Regions from separate parts of the Mus musculus genome. Here all the other regions are linked to region 1. The links are chromatin contacts, called in public HiChIP or PLAC-seq and promoter capture Hi-C maps. All regions are on one chromosome and are shown on one strand. Each heading gives the region's core, a stretch centred on a gene start, on an enhancer-like site or on the middle of the called end of the contact. The rest is flanking DNA. Distances are from core to core; before and after follow the strand shown.

Region 1 (3,599 bases), core at 582-3,081:
TTCTTTCCCCATCCTATTTAAACCTGCATCTGGACACTCCCGTTTTTCCTTTCATCCTGCTTTCTCTTCTAATATACTACTAGGGGCTAATATACTACAGAATTTACTAATTTTCATGTCTGTCTGCCCTTATAATTTAAAATCTGTAAAATCTATAAATATCTTCTAATTTGTTTGATTAATATGTGTCAAGCATTATGATAACCTGTGAAGTCACCAGACAATTAAAATTGCTTGTGAGGAGCCGGTGTCATGGTCGTGGTGCTCGCATTTAATCCTAGCACTTGGGAGTTAGAGGCTGGTGGGTCTCTCCTTTCGAGGCCAGCCTAGTTTACAAAGTGAGTTTCAGGACAGCCAGGGCTACACAGTGAAAACTTGTCAAACAAAACAACAGCAGGGCTGGCTTGATGGCTCAGTGGGTAAGAGCACTTACTGCTCTTCTGAAGGTCTTGAGTTCAAATCCTAGCAACCACATGTGGCTCACAACCACCTGTAATGAGATCTGACGCCCTCTCCTGGTGTGTCTGAAGTCAGCTACAGTGTACTTATATATAATAATAAATCTTTGGGCCCCAGTGAGGGGGGTTGACTGGTGCGAGCACAGGTCCTAAAAATTCAATTCCCAACAACCACTTGAAGGCTCACAACCATCTTTACAGCTACAGTGTACTCACATAAAATTAAAAAAAAACTTAACAATAATATAAAGATTGCTTATGAGGCTGAGAATATAACTGAATGATAGAACACTTGCCTAGCCTGTATGAGGCCCTAATTTTAATCTCCTACCCTCACCCCCATAGACTGCTTATTAGTCTTGCAAGGGAAGAAATTACACTAACAATAACAGTAGCTACTTGCTTCCTCTGTTAAGTGTTTGCCAAACATGATGGCTAACACTGATTAAAACAGGTACTACATGGATTGTCTCATTTAATCTTCCATGCCTACAAGATAATTTGTGCTTGCATTAGGTTTGATTTCCATCCCTGAATAAATCTGTCATAGTGAGAGTAATAATTCCGACACTATGAAGCAGGATCAGAAATTCAAGGACATCCTCTAATCCATAGCAAATTCAAGGACAGCCCAGGCTACCAGAGGCTCTGTCTTAAAAACCAAAATCAAAGGGCTGGCGAGATATCTCAGCAAGTAAAGGTTCTTGTAGCCAAGCCCGATAGCCTACGTGTTAGGCTACATGGTAGAAGAACCAGTACTACTACCAGTTGTCTTCCCAAGTCCACTGCTCTGCGCATCCCTCCCTCTCTCCGGCACACCAAATTCTAAAATGTTAAGAACCCTAATAGGCGGTTATTATTAATACCCATTAACACTATTTCGAAATTTGAAAATGGCAGGCACAGGTTCTTAGCTAAGGTGGTGGCAGTGAAATCAACAGTGGAGAACATGAGAATCAAACATGAGAAATGGATAGAGTTTAGGGTCATCAAGATGAGGCCAAAAATTGGATATAGAGTTTTGGAGGAAAGGGGAAGTGACTCGTAGATTTTGACTGGGGTGGGCCAAAGCACACTAAAGCCTAAGAGTTCTGAAAGCCCAGTTTGGGACTCGCTGAGTATGAGGTGACTGTGTTGTACAAAAACAGGACTTCACTAGAGGCAAAAGGCCGCTCTGGTGTCCTCCTCTAAGTCAGAACAGGGTGAAGAAACACGGGAGGTGGGTTCGCCCGCTCCAGAATCTCTTGAGCAGCAGCTGCGGGAAAGGCGTGGGGAAAGGCAAGACAAAGAGCGTTAGCACAGCTTTTGTCCAAACGGCCCCTTTAAGAAGCGCGCTCCCGACTCCCAGCCCGCCTAGCATGCAAATTGAGCAGCCGGAGGGAGCGTGCGGCTGATACCCGGCCCGGGCTGCGGCGGTTAGTCCTCTCTCGGCCGCCGTCGCCTCCGACATATTGCCCGCAGGAGCTGCGGCGGTGAGCGGAGAGCGCCGGGGGAAGGAGATGGGTGAGCAGAGCTGGCTGGGCTCGTTCGGGGGTCGCGGGATAGCGGGGAGCCTGGCTGCGAACTGCCTCCCCACGCGGACCGGAGTCGCGGGCAGGGGGAGGGGGAGGGGAAGGGACGCGGCGCAGGCGGGACCCCGCCCCTCCGGTCCTGAGGGGGCGGGTCACCGCTTGGTAGGCGGAGCTTCCAAAAGGGAGAGGGGCTCGGAGGGGCTCAGGCTTTCTTTGGGGCACACAATTCTCCTGTCTGCAGATGGGGGCCGGGCACTCTGGTGGGAGGGGCTGAGAGCTTAGGGTTCGCCTTTTGTGATTGCCGGTGGGGGAGAGAATTTTCTGGACTATAGGGGTTTACACTGAGAGCGGTGGGGCCGCAGGGACACCTAGCCCACCAAGGGAGTCCATTCCGATTCAAGCTTCCAGTCCTAGAGAGCATTGCCCGGCTTGTGGGCGGGGTCTTGGGGTTGACAGTTGTGTGTGGGCGGGGTTTCTGGGCTAGGGGCTTTATGTGGGTGCCGAGCTTCTAAAAGATAGTGGGTGTGGGCAGAGTTCCTGGGCTGAGGGTGTGTGTTGGGGGGGGGGGTTCTAAACCAAACCAAATATAACAGCGTGTGAACAAAGCTTCCGGTTTGGGGCTTGAAGTCAGCTTTCTGGACATGCATATTGTGAAGAGCTGTCAGAAAACCTTCAGAGATAGGAAAGCTTGGGCACCGTGTGTATGAATGGAGGCTACTGTGTTGCTGTGAGGAAGTTGAGGAAGTTATAACTTCGATTAAGGGTTTGGGAGCTAAGTGCAGGATGCTGCCTAGGATCTTAGGCTAGACTACTAAGCTTAGGGAATATAGTTTTGTAAAATCTTAAGTTTGAGATTCCCAACCACAGCGCTCTTTCTAAGGCCATTCTGACGTTAAGGCCAGGCCGTGGGTCATTGAGTTAGATCTCAGGGCCCTGGAGGGAAAACTTGTCTCAAACCTGACCAGATTGTAGCGTCTGGAGACTCAGATCCAGATAAAATCCAGCAAATACCAGCGCTGAGCAGCTCAGGACTCAGGCTCTGAAAATCTTACCAAACTGGTCCAGTGAACCGGATTAAGGGAACTGGCAGTAAAAATAACAGTCTGGTAGCACATGCCTGTCATCCTGTCATCCTAGCATTTGGGAGACTGAGGCAGGTGGGTTGTGAGTTTGAGGCTATTCTGTGCTACTTAGTCGCTTAAAATGTGAATTCACGCCTGGCGTGGTGGCGCACTTCTTTAATCCCAGCACTCAGGAGGCAGAGGCAGGCAGATTTCTGAGTTCGAGGCCAGCCTGGTCTACAGAGTGAGTTCCAGGACAGCCAGGGTTACACAGAGAATCCCTATCTTAAAACAAAACAAAACAAAACAAAACAAAACAAAAGATAATCTCAGAGAGTGAATTGTGGGAAAAAAAGGTAGAAGCCTGGCAGGTGCAATAACCCACCTGTAATCAGTCCCAGTACCGGGGAGGCAAAGCTGGAACCCTGAGGCCAATCAGTTAGTGAAATAGTGAGCTCTGAATTCAGAAAGAACCTTGGTAAGCAAAGAGCACAAAGGAAAAGACATTGACTGGGCAGTGGTGGCTCACATCTTTAGCCTCAGCACTTGGCATCCAGAGGCAAGCAGAT
Region 2 (3,599 bases), core at 755-3,254, 880 kb before region 1:
TCCATGGCCTCTGCATCATCCTGTTTGAGTTCCTGTCCTGACTTCCTTCAGTGATGGATTATGGATCAGAACCATAAACTAATAAACATTTTCTTCCTCAACTTGCTTTTGGTCATTGTGTTTTATTCTAGAAATAGTAACCCAAATTAAGACACAGGGTGTATAACATGCATGCTACCCCAGTCTGCTCACAGCCAAAGAGTCCTGCTGTGATCCAAGGCCTGGGGAAGCCAAGGTAAATCACCAAACCGAGTCCTCATACTGCTCACAGGAAGCTAAGAAGGTTCTAGAATGAGCTATCATGGAGGTATCGAAGGCTGGAATGAGCCAGAGAGGGGATTTCCCTGGGTGACCAAGGGTCAAGGAGTGAGGCCTCAACTAAAACACTAAAGATGAAACAGCGTCCACTGCACTGCACATAAGGATCTCAGAGCAGAACAACCTTGGGACTCAGAGATGGCTTTTTGTGAAGACACTTGCTACTGAGTTTGAAGACCTGAGTTTGATCACTGGGACCCACATAGAGGAAGCTAACTCCTACTCATGGTCCTCTGAGAGCCACAGGGTGCTCTAGCATGTGTCAACCTAAACACAGACATACAACATAAATAAATAAAGAACAAACCTAAAAGCAGAGAGGGGCCAGAGGGCGTGGAAGCCTGGGATTTAGTAGGGCAGGATTGAAATAAATGACCTTGGACAGAGGGTAGCTCAGACTTGGAGTGAGGTGGCCAGGCCTTGGGTCTGTGGCATTTGGGACATTCAAGAGCCTGGCAGAGCTGGTCAGAGCCTAGCAGAACCCAGTCACTGTAAGGAGAGAGGCATCATGTGTCCAGTGCTTGGGTCGGTGAGGGCTTCTGAGCACACTGTCAGCATGGAAGAGAGAACTGACATGGGCTCACCCGAAGCCTCCAGGGGATCCAGTGGGGACCGGGCTGGCGCTTCCTTTGTGGGAAACAGGACTCTTTGGAGACTTTGATAAAAGCTGGGTCCCAGTCCCCACGTAAAGTTATGCTCTGGGTATAGAGTCTGGGACAGACTCCAGGAAGCCTAGCTAATCATGGAAACTGGCTGGACACAGCTGCCATTCCCTAACAGTGGCTGAGAAGAGTCCCCACTGTTATCCCAGTTGCTTTTTGGTGGTGTGTGCGTGTGTGCATGTGCTTGTGTGTGTGTTTAGTGTGCGATGGTTGATTCTGGGAATACCTGGGGGGCCTTTTGTTTTGTCACTGTTGAGAGTACTAGGATCAAATCCAGGGCTTTTCTATCCACTTGTCTTGCGTGTTTTAAAACGCGTTTATCTGGAATTTGGGAGGCTGAAGCAGGAGGATCTCTGAGAAGCCAAACTGGGGACCGGACTATTCCGGTCCCTGAGCTATGAAGAGTCAAGAGAACGGAAGACCGCTTCAAGCGCACTCTGGCTTTCATAAACCCAAGATATACCAGGTTCTGAAGGAAAGACAGAAAGAAGAAAATGTGGCCGGGAAACCAGGAGGGCTGGCGAGCTGGGCTGAAAACTCAAATGAAAATAAAGGGCAAAGTTGGAACTCCAGGGTAGGGTGGCTCCAACTCCCTCAGCTGGCCAAGCTAAGGGCTACTGTTGGGTTTACAGGACTGCATCCAAGAGACTTTTTTCCTACTTTGCCCCTGAGGCCCCTGGGCGGGGGTGGTCCAGAGAGGTAATGTGATCTGCCCAAGGTGACACGGCTAAGGAACAGCAGTCTGGACGCGACCCAGAGCTGCCAGCGCGCAGGACCCGCACTCTTCCACTTCGCTCCACGCCCCTCCCCTCCCCCGCCCCCTCGCTCTTCCGCCCCTCCCTCGCCTCCCTCCGGGGTGGCGGCCGAGCCACGTGGTGGGCCGGGAAGCGGCGGCTGCCGAGCGCCCGGGCGGCTGCCCCAGCTGGGCAGTGCTGCACCGCGCCGCGCTCGGTGCCTGCGGGGGCCGCTGCGCGCTGGCCGGCGCCGCGGGCGGGAGGTGTGCCGACGGCCGGCCGCAGACAAAGGAGGCGCGGCGGAGCCCGCGCGGACCGGGCGCACCATGCACTTGGGGTGCGGCCGGCCGGCCGCGGCTCTGGAGACCCGGCCCTAGTCGCCGGCCCCACCGCCCCGGGGCGCCATCGAGACGACGCGGCCCCGCGCGGCGCGAGGAGGAGCCATGGGCAAGTGCAGCGGCCGCTGCACGCTGGTCGCCTTCTGCTGCCTGCAGCTGGTGAGCCGCGCGGAGCGGGGTGGGGCGGCGGCGGTGCGTGGGCGCCACCCGGGGTGCGGGGTGGCCGGGCGGAGTCTGCCCCGCGCGGGCCGGCTTGTCCCTTTGTGTGCGCTCCTCGCCTCAGCCCCGCGCTCGCGCGCACGGTCCAACGCTCCCGGGTTGCACGCGTCGGTTCGCAATGGGTGCGTGGGCTCCCGCTGGGGGGCTGCGCCCCAGGACTGTGGCTCCCTTGGGGCTGGGGGTGTGTCCGAGGCTGGTCTGTGTACTCGGAGAGGTCCCTGCCCGAATGTTCCCCTCCAGATCGCTGATTCCGTGGGTACCTCATCCCTCTGGGCTCCGCCCCTGTGAGCGTTTCTCACAAAGTCTCTTTCTGCTCCTGTATTATGTCTCTGGAATGTTTTTAGATCTCTGGCCATTTCTGCTTCTTGTTTGGGTGGTGGGACCTGAGACTCTTTGAGAACCCTCGGCCGTCCTTTGTGCTGCTTTCCTGCCTCCCAGCACCCTCCTGACTGGGTGGCCAGGGATGGAGAACTACCTCCTTGAGGGGGGTGATCAGGAATTGATGTATCACGGGCCAGCCTAACCTGGCAGGCACCGGACTCACTCTGTGGTTCTCTTTAGTCTGACCACCGAGTCCTCCAGCGTCCCATGAGCCATCTGTTCTATCAGCAGCGGGTGAGGTGGGGTCAGGTAAAGAGTTCCCTGGTCCCATTGGATGAGGACACTTGAGTGTCTTGGGAAGAATCAGAGCATCTCGGGGCTCTGTGCTGGCCCCAGTTTGGGGGAAAATGAGGTCTTTAACTGGAGGGCAACAGAGTGAATCCGGAGGCTAAGAGTAGCTGAGGTCCTTGCCTATGTATTGGGAGGGTGATAGAGAAGAGACGGGGGTCTCCTGCCTCCCTTGGAACTGTGTTATGCTTCTACTCAAGACACTGTTGTGTAGGAACTGCTGATAGCATCGGGTCTGTGGAGGAGCCTGGGGCCTCATTCCTATGGGTCCCGTGGTCTGGATCTGCCTTCCGGCCAGCACCTGCTCCTCCCCACAGGTGCGCAGGGTGGTGGGAAGCTTTGAGTGAGATGTGCTGGTGGCCTCTGTCCTCTCACCTTTCCTTGAGTCACCGGCCCTGCGGCGCCTGCTGTTCACAGCATCGTCCTCTTGGGCCATGCTAGAACCTCCTCTCCTCCCACATTGGTGTGTTGGTGTTTTGCCCCTCAGAAGGCCACCTGGTCTGTCAGGCGTCATTCTCAAGGACGGCAGAGGGGCTTAATCACCACCAGGTAGGATGGAAACTCCAAAAGGGCAGAGACAGCTCATTTTGTTCCTGCTAAAACCCCAGCAGCTGGGCAGCCCTTGACACCTCATTAATATTTGTAAACTAAACGAAGAA
Region 3 (3,599 bases), core at 528-3,027, 580 kb before region 1:
GAATTGGGTCAGGGAATGAGTCTTTTTTGGGACAAACACGGACTCAAACGGTGCCATGAAAGAGTGTGGGGCTCTTGCTTGCGCTCCACTAAGTTGAATTATATGTGAGGTCTGCTGTTGTAGATGTGCCAGGGAAGTGGGCCGAGGTTCATTTCCAGTCAGGCTGGGTCCTGGGCTGGAGGATCTGGTTCTCTTCATCTAGAAGATGTGGGATGTGGGCAAAGCTTTGAAGGCACCACAGGTGGACAAGGAGAAGGACTTTCAGGAGGAAGGCACCAGGTGGGCTGACGTGTGGAGGAGGGAAAGTGCAGGGTATTTGCGGAACAGCCCTGGCACAATTACCAGCTCAGCCAGGTGCTGTATGAATCACTCGGGGAAGCAGTTAGGCCGGATCTTTGGCCCCTGCGGCCAGCCAAACCTATGGACTTCCTTCCCTAACATTATCTGGTCTAGAGTTGGTGGGGGAGAAGGCTGGGGTGAGCTACCATAATTACAGAACTCTGCTGCTGCGCCTCACACCCGATCCTGGGGATGACCTGCCAGGATGCCCTCTCACCCAGTGACCTCCTTAGCTAGGAGGTCATGGCTGTACACAGATAGGGAGTGAGGAGTGCTGAACAGAGTGTGTGTGTGTGTGTCTCTGTATGTGTCTCTCTCTGTGTGTATGTGTCTCTTTCTGTGTGTATGTCTATCTGCCTCTGTCTCTGTCTCTCTGTGTGCAGTGCTGAGCAGTGAGTGTGTGTGCCTGTGTGTATCTCTGTCTGTCTGTCTGTCTCTCTTATGTGTATATGTGTGTGTGTGGAGTGCTGAGCAGTGTGTGTGTGTGTGTGTGTGTGTGTGTGTATTTGTCTCTCTCTCTCTGTATATCTATCTGTGTTTCTCTCTCTCTCTCTCTCTCTCTCTCTCTCTCTCTCTCTCTCTCTCGTGTGTGTGTGTGTGTGTGTGTGTGTGTGTGTGTGTGTGTGATCCAAGACAGGTCCAGAGTTTGAAGACAAGGTGGATGGAGAGGAGAGGGTCTAAACAAGTACGAATCTGGGGCCTTAACAGGGATGGGAATGACACAGGCTTTTATTCATGGAGCAGTTGCTGTGTGTTCTAACAGCCCCATGAGGTTAGCACCTTTAGTTTCAATAGGGGAAACTGAGACTCAGAGAAGCAAAGTAGCCTCCCTTATCCTCCCTCTGTCTGTCCTTCTCTTCTTTCTTTCCGTAGGCAGGATCCCATGTAACCCAGGCTGACCTAGATCTGGCTATGCAGCCAAAGATAATTTTGAATTTGTGATTCCTGCCTCCTGAGTGCTGGGTTACAGGCGAGAGCCACCATGCCCAGTTTTATGTGGATCAAACCTAGGACTTCATGAATTCTCTGGAAACACTCTACCGACTCAGCTACATTACCATCCCCCCACCCCCTTGCCTAGTAATTTACCATTGAGCACCCATAGATTGGGCCGAGGTTTTCCGCCAAGATCCAAGGGCATCAGGGAAGACCACCTCTTACTTCCTCTAACAATGACAGTATTTGGGGTCGGTCACACAATGGCTCCTATGAAGTTCAAATCCAGATGTATTTCCAAATCCTCGCTTTGGTTCAGCAGACAATCCTAGCTCAGAGTTGAGTTGGGCTGTGCCCCTGTCGTTGCTGGACTTTCCCCATCTCAACCTCTTTAGGAAATGTCTGGCGCCAGTACCTGTCCCAGGTGAGTCCTAGGAGGCCCCGAGCGTCGCCGGAAAGTGACGAGCGGCTTCGGCAGGTGGGGCGGGGCTGGGGCGGGGATGGGTTTGGGGTGGGGCCAGCCAAGCGCCTGGAGTCCCACCGGATCCGGGATCCGAGGCCGGTGCCCCGAGCCCCGCGCCCCTCACCGCCATGGGGGCCTGTCTCGGGGCCTGCTCCCTGCTCAGCTGCGTGAGTGCCCACCTCGTCCCTGCCGCGGCCCCGCTCACTTTTTCTCTACCTTCTTCCTCCAAGTACTTTCTTCTTTTTGCTTCCTCCAAACTTGCCTTTCAGAGGCCCCACCGATGCCCTTCTTATCCTCATCCCCCAGCTGCTCCGCTTCGGCCGCGGTGCGCTGGACAGCTGGTGTCGCGGCTCGGGTGACCGCGGGGGAGGGGTGGGGCGCGGCCGGGCGCCTTTGGCGCCGTCACTCCGAGAACCGGGATACTGAGGCCGGCAGCGGGTGCGGGGAGCCCCGCGGCCATTGCGCGCTCCCCAGCTCAGAGCACCCCCAGGTTGCGTGGCGCGTCTCTCTCCAGGGCGCGGGACTCTTTGTGTAACTGGTAGGGTCCCGGCCCCGCTGAGCTTACTGTCTTTCTGGCAGAGCGTCTGTCATTCTGTCTGCCCCTGTCGCCTGGCTTAGTCTGTTCTTTTGTGTTTGTCCCGTTCACTTCTCTAGGATTCGGGCACTGTCTGTCTGTCTGAACGTCGTCGTAACCAGCTCCGTCTGCATCCTCTTTCGGCGCGCAGTCTGGCCCGCTCACTCTAGGGCACCCCCCCTGCAAGCGCTGGACCCTTTCCCTCCAGCTCGAGCTGGAAAGGAGATGGGGGTTGGGTAAGAAGGGTGGGCAGGAGCCCCCCCCCCCCCATCCCGCTCTTGAGCGAGGTTGGTGTCGGTTGTCACTGACTACCTGTGCCAAACTTTGGATTTGGAAAGATCCAGAAATTGAGGGAGGTTGCGTGTGTCCACCTGGTCGCCACTGTTGGGGACCAGGCGGGAGGCCAGCTCTGTTTTGGGGCAGCAACCAGCACAGGGGAGGGGACCCGGCCGGCCATAACCGGCCGGGAGGCCCCCACTTCCCCAGCCCCCTTTCTTTTCCTTCTTCCCCTCATTAAATCTGAGGCTCTTTCAGACAGCTCCCTCCCCTTCTGGCCCCACACAAAGAGGGGCGGAGAGGGCTCCCGCGGCTGGCTGCTGTAGGAAGGTTCGTTCAGGACTTGCATCCTTTGTCCCTGATTTGTGTGCGTGTTAGGAGCGGGTGCCCAGGAGAGAGCTGCGCATCTAGAGGTTTTCTTTGTAGCCATTTTCTGAGAGTGAGCTCAGTCTGGGGAGGCAGTGGCGTGGGTCCCTGGACACAGCTCTTGTCCTCTCTTGGGCCTCTCTTTCCACTGAAGTGGGGGGGGGGGGGAGAGGGAGAGACGGGTAGAGGGAGAGAGGGAGAGAGAGAGAAGCTTGAACAGGAGATCAGAGTAAGGCTATTCCTTGCTGATGCTCATACCCCTTCCTGGGACGGGTTTGCTTCCTGGTTAGGGAGGGAGACGTTCCCACTCACAGACCATGATTCCCATCTGGTCTTGCCTGGTTACCCGTGTCCTACTGGGAGAGGGGTTGTGAGGGCAGTTCAGCCAATCCTTCTATCCTGATCTCTCCATGCCTGAACTGAAGGCCACCGCAGTACCTCCTTTGGTATACTCTTGGTGATATGGGCAGATGAAAGGTGGAAACTGCCGCCCAGCTCCTGTGTACAGTGAGTGGGCATTGTGGGAGCTGTTGTCACCCAGGAGGAGACGTAGGTGGAGAATTCCATCCGGAGAACAGAGCCAAGATCAGCTCTGAGTCACCCAGTCTGCAGTCTACGGAGCTGAGGCCAGCCAGGACTGCTCAG
Region 4 (3,599 bases), core at 719-3,218, 530 kb before region 1:
CTATCTTGAGGAAGGAGGACCACAGAAGGGCTGCAGGGAGGAGACAGACTGTAGGAAGAAACCAATGGATAGGTTCATCTCTGGGTTAAGGCCAAACATGTCTCTAGCTTTCCTGTGATAAGGGGACCTGGGCCCTTCCATCAATGGCCAGTGGTATACCCACTCTGTCCTGAGAGGGAGGGTGTAATATAAAGGATAGATGAGATTCAGTTATTTTTTGCTGAAATAATGTTTGGACTTACTTGGGTTGTAGCTTGAAGGTGGAGTGTAAGCCTTCATAAAGTGGTAACTGACATCCTAAAGCTGATCCTGTCCCAAGGTGGTGGTTTCATCCTCGGAGGGACCTCAGGTCACAGGCCTTAGAGGCTCTCAGGGAAAGAGAGGGTTAGGAGAGGTAGGTGGGACAAGTTGGAGCGACATGGACAAGTTTACCATCCCACTTAAGTAGGTATCAGACAGCAAGAGTTGCCATGAGATCCCAGCACACTCTTCAGCCAGCTGGGCCACCTGATACTAGAGTTTGGGGGTTTCAATTCTACATCAAGGCTTACCTGCTCTATAGTGTGACTTGGACATCTCTAGGGAAGAAGGGAAAGGGTTTCTGGGCTCTCCTGCTTTTGAAGGTAGCCAGTGCTTGCTTTCCATAGGCATCCCCATCTACCCTGAACACCTGTCAGTGCACACCTTGGAAGGTGTGATCCCGCCTGAAGGTTGGGGCTGAAGGTGGGTTTCCTGTACCCTGAGATCTTGTTGGGACTGGATTTCCTCAAAAATATTGCCCTAAAACCCAGATAGCAACATCGTCTGGGCTCTCTGAAAAAGAGAAAGTAGGTCATGATGGCCATAGGATGAGTCATGTGGAAAAGGGTCATGAACACAGTCCCTACTATAGACCAGAAGCTGTGGGGTGGTGAGCTGTGATAGGCAGCCTGGTCCCTGGTTGAGCTCAGGCTTAAAACCCGGGTGACCCAGCAGGTGACTGTGCCTGCAAGGAAAGGCAGACTTTTGGCCACACCCCTTAGGCTCCTGTCTCCTGTCACGTAGCTACAGCCTCTCATAGCCACCCCCCTCCCCCCATACCCCCTACCCCCACCCCTCTGCCTCGGAGAGGTCTGTGGCCATCAGTCATGTAGGAGCAGCACCAAGCCCTCCCACATGCAGCTCTCAGGCCAAGCCAATGAGAAGAACCTGCTGTCAGACCCTGACCCACCCCACAACTGTATATAAGAACCCTATCTAGGAGGAATAAAGGTGTGAGAACTACTCCATCATCTGAGAGCTTCTGTCATAAGAGCTGTAACACTGCCGCTTGGGAAGAAGTCTGCTCTCGAAGCATCACCTGAAGCTCCCCTGCACTCCTCACTGGCTAGTCAGCCTCTCCTTGGCCCAGCTCATCACCTTGGGGCCCAGCAGCTGGTCTTGAACAAGAGTTGTCAATCTTGGTAAAGAGGGAGGGTAATTCCCACCCCTTCTATTACTGGTCATTACTGGTACCCAAGAAGGCTTTCTGTTTCAGATTGGGAGGCCATCAGACCTGGCTTTCCCAGGGCCTCTTCTGGGTGAGTTCTGCTGTTCTTGTAGCTCTGCTTCCCTGACACTCAGGGTTTCACCCTCAACCAAGCCATCATCTGGGGCTGAAGTCATCTGCCTCCAGCTTTGCTGTATGGATGGCTGCCTTCCTGCACCTCTGTTTTAAGACATAAAAATACCAGAGTTCTAATCCTTTCTTTGCCAGACATGATTTCTGTGCATTCCTTTAATTCCACCCCTTTAATCTCTTTAATCCGATTTAGGGCCAGAGTAACTGAGTAACTGAGTAACTGAGTAAGGGATTAACTGGAGTAACTGAGAGAGCAACGGTGGAGACAGAGGTGGAGCCAGCTACAGCAGTGGAGGCAACAGAGACAACTCCTCCTTTCTGCTTGCATTCTCTCCTCTTTGCCTGAACCCTCGTACCCGGCTGGGCCAGAGATCTCTGTGGAAAGTCTCCAGTACACAGGCCCACAAGAAGCCCTGTGGCTGCTGGGGACCCCACTTTAGTCTGAGGGTTCTCTGGCTGTTCCAGGGAACCCCAGGTGCCACCAACTACTCAACCTGAGGCAAGTCCCTTTCTTTCCGTGTTGGACATAGGTCTCACTTCTAATCTCTTGTGACTGATCTAGAGTTGGATTCTGCCATTCTATTGCATCTCCATTTCTCATCTTGAGTGGGAGGGTGTGGGAAGGGGCCTGGAGGAGAGTCACACACTCTCTTCTGAGGGAATGGTTGCTGTGGCTTGCTTGTCATCTGCCATCAGTGGCTCAGGCCACGTGCTATCAGCGGTCTACTATAAAGCTTGAAAAGATCAGTAGGACTAGGTGGAGTTCATGGGACTTAATGGGACCCAGGCTTCAGTGACTTGGCTGTCCTAGCTATGGGAGGGACAGGAGGAAAAGACTGGGTCCACAGAGCTGTCCTTTCTATGGTGCCAGGACTGTGCCCAACAGACACCTCAACTAGAGTCTCAAGGATGAACACCCCCTCTGAGGTCAAGAAGGATCTGCTGGGAGTTGCAGAACACCTGAGGCCATCAGAGCCCATCACCTTGGGGCCAGGGGCATCTGCCTGGCAGCTGGTCTTGAAGAAGATCAAGGAGTTGTCCATCTCGGTAAGGAGGGAGGGTAATTCCCACCTCTTCCATTACTGGTCATTACTGCTGCCTGTTTCCTGTTTCAGATTGGGAGGCCATCAGACCTGGCTTTCCCAGGGCTGGGTGAGTTCTGCTGTTCTTGTAGCTCTGCTTCCCTGACACTCAGGGTTTCACCCTCAACCAAGCCATCATCTGGGGCTGAAGTCATCTGCCTCCAGCTTTGCTGTACGGATGGCTGCCTTCCTGCACCTCTGTTTCAAGATGTGAAAAGATCAAAGCTCTAATCCTTTCTTTGCCACACACGATTTCCTTGCATTCCTTTAATCCCAGCACTCAGGAGACAGAGGCAGGTGGATCTCTGTACATTCAAAGTCAGTCTGGTCTACATAGCAAGTTCCAGGACAGCTAGGGCTACATAGAGAGACCCTGTCTCAAAACAAAACAACGCCGGGTGTGGTGGCGCACACCTTTAATCCCAGCACTCGGGAGGCAGAGGCAGGTGGATTTCTGAGTTCGAGGCCAGCCTGGTCTACAAAGTGAGCTCCAGGACAGCCAGGGCTATACAGAGAAACCCTGTCTCAAAACAAAACAACAACAACAAAAAGAAAGAAAGAAAAGAATGAAAGAGAGAGAGAGAGAGAGAAGGAAGAAAGGAAGAAAGGAAGGAAGGAAGGGAAAGGAAGGAAGAAAGAAAGAAAGAAAGAAAGAAAGAAAGAAAGAAAGAAAGAAAGAAGGAAAGAAAGAAAGAAAGAAAGAAAGAAAGAAAGAAAGAAAGAAAGAAAGAAAGAAAGGAAGAAAGGAAGAAAGAAAGAGAAAGATAAAAATGAAAAAAGAAAATCAAATCTTCTCTTTGTTATATTCTTGCTGTGTGTCCTTGAGCCTGTTTTCCCTGGCCCTAAAAAAGAAGAAACAAGTTAGATGTGGTGGTATACACTTGTAATTCCAGCACCAAGGAGACAACAGCAGAAGC

The links. Promoter capture Hi-C pulls out the DNA fragments that hold promoters and counts their contacts. HiChIP or PLAC-seq counts read pairs in DNA pulled down with a chosen protein or histone mark.
Region 2: a contact with region 1 is called in a promoter capture Hi-C map of second pharyngeal arch cranial neural crest. The contact joins the promoter of Nkain1 here to the promoter of Tmem39b in region 1. A contact is called at or near these places in 6 of 39 promoter capture datasets (the 3T3-L1 cell line, cranial neural crest, frontonasal cranial neural crest and 3 more).
Region 3: an H3K4me3 HiChIP or PLAC-seq map of embryonic forebrain shows a contact between it and region 1, with 2.9 times the contacts expected there. The contact joins the promoter of Serinc2 here to the promoter of Tmem39b in region 1. A contact is called at or near these places in 9 of 39 promoter capture datasets (the 3T3-L1 cell line, 3T3-L1-derived adipocytes, cranial neural crest and 4 more), 3 of 115 datasets of contacts at active chromatin or transcription factors (embryonic forebrain, embryonic hindbrain and forebrain) and 1 of 9 other capture datasets (embryonic stem cells).
Region 4: a contact with region 1 is called in a promoter capture Hi-C map of hippocampal neurons, with 2.8 times the contacts expected there. The contact joins the promoter of Ldc1 here to the promoter of Tmem39b in region 1. A contact is called at or near these places in 2 of 39 promoter capture datasets (the 3T3-L1 cell line and hippocampal neurons) and 1 of 115 datasets of contacts at active chromatin or transcription factors (bone marrow-derived macrophages).

The regions. Positions count from the first base shown.
Region 1 is chr4:129,695,077-129,698,675 of GRCm38.p6, reverse strand. It overlaps Tmem39b (transmembrane protein 39b), which reads left to right and starts at 1,831. Exons shown (of 9, transcript NM_199305.2): 1 at 1,831-1,961. The coding sequence starts at 1,958.
Region 2 is chr4:130,572,441-130,576,039 of GRCm38.p6, reverse strand. Nkain1 (Na+/K+ transporting ATPase interacting 1) reads left to right here and starts at 2,004. Exons shown (of 7, transcript NM_025998.4): 1 at 2,004-2,211. The coding sequence starts at 2,158.
Region 3 is chr4:130,273,764-130,277,362 of GRCm38.p6, reverse strand. It overlaps Serinc2 (serine incorporator 2), which reads left to right and starts at 1,777. Exons shown (of 10, transcript NM_172702.3): 1 at 1,777-1,905. The coding sequence starts at 1,867. Gm34957 (a long non-coding RNA gene) reads right to left here. Exons shown (of 2, transcript XR_376686.3): 1 at 1,429-3,599.
Region 4 is chr4:130,220,664-130,224,262 of GRCm38.p6, reverse strand. It overlaps Ldc1 (leucine decarboxylase 1), which reads left to right and starts at 1,968. Exons shown (of 10, transcript NM_001034872.2): 1 at 1,968-2,099; 2 at 2,472-2,647. The coding sequence starts at 2,510.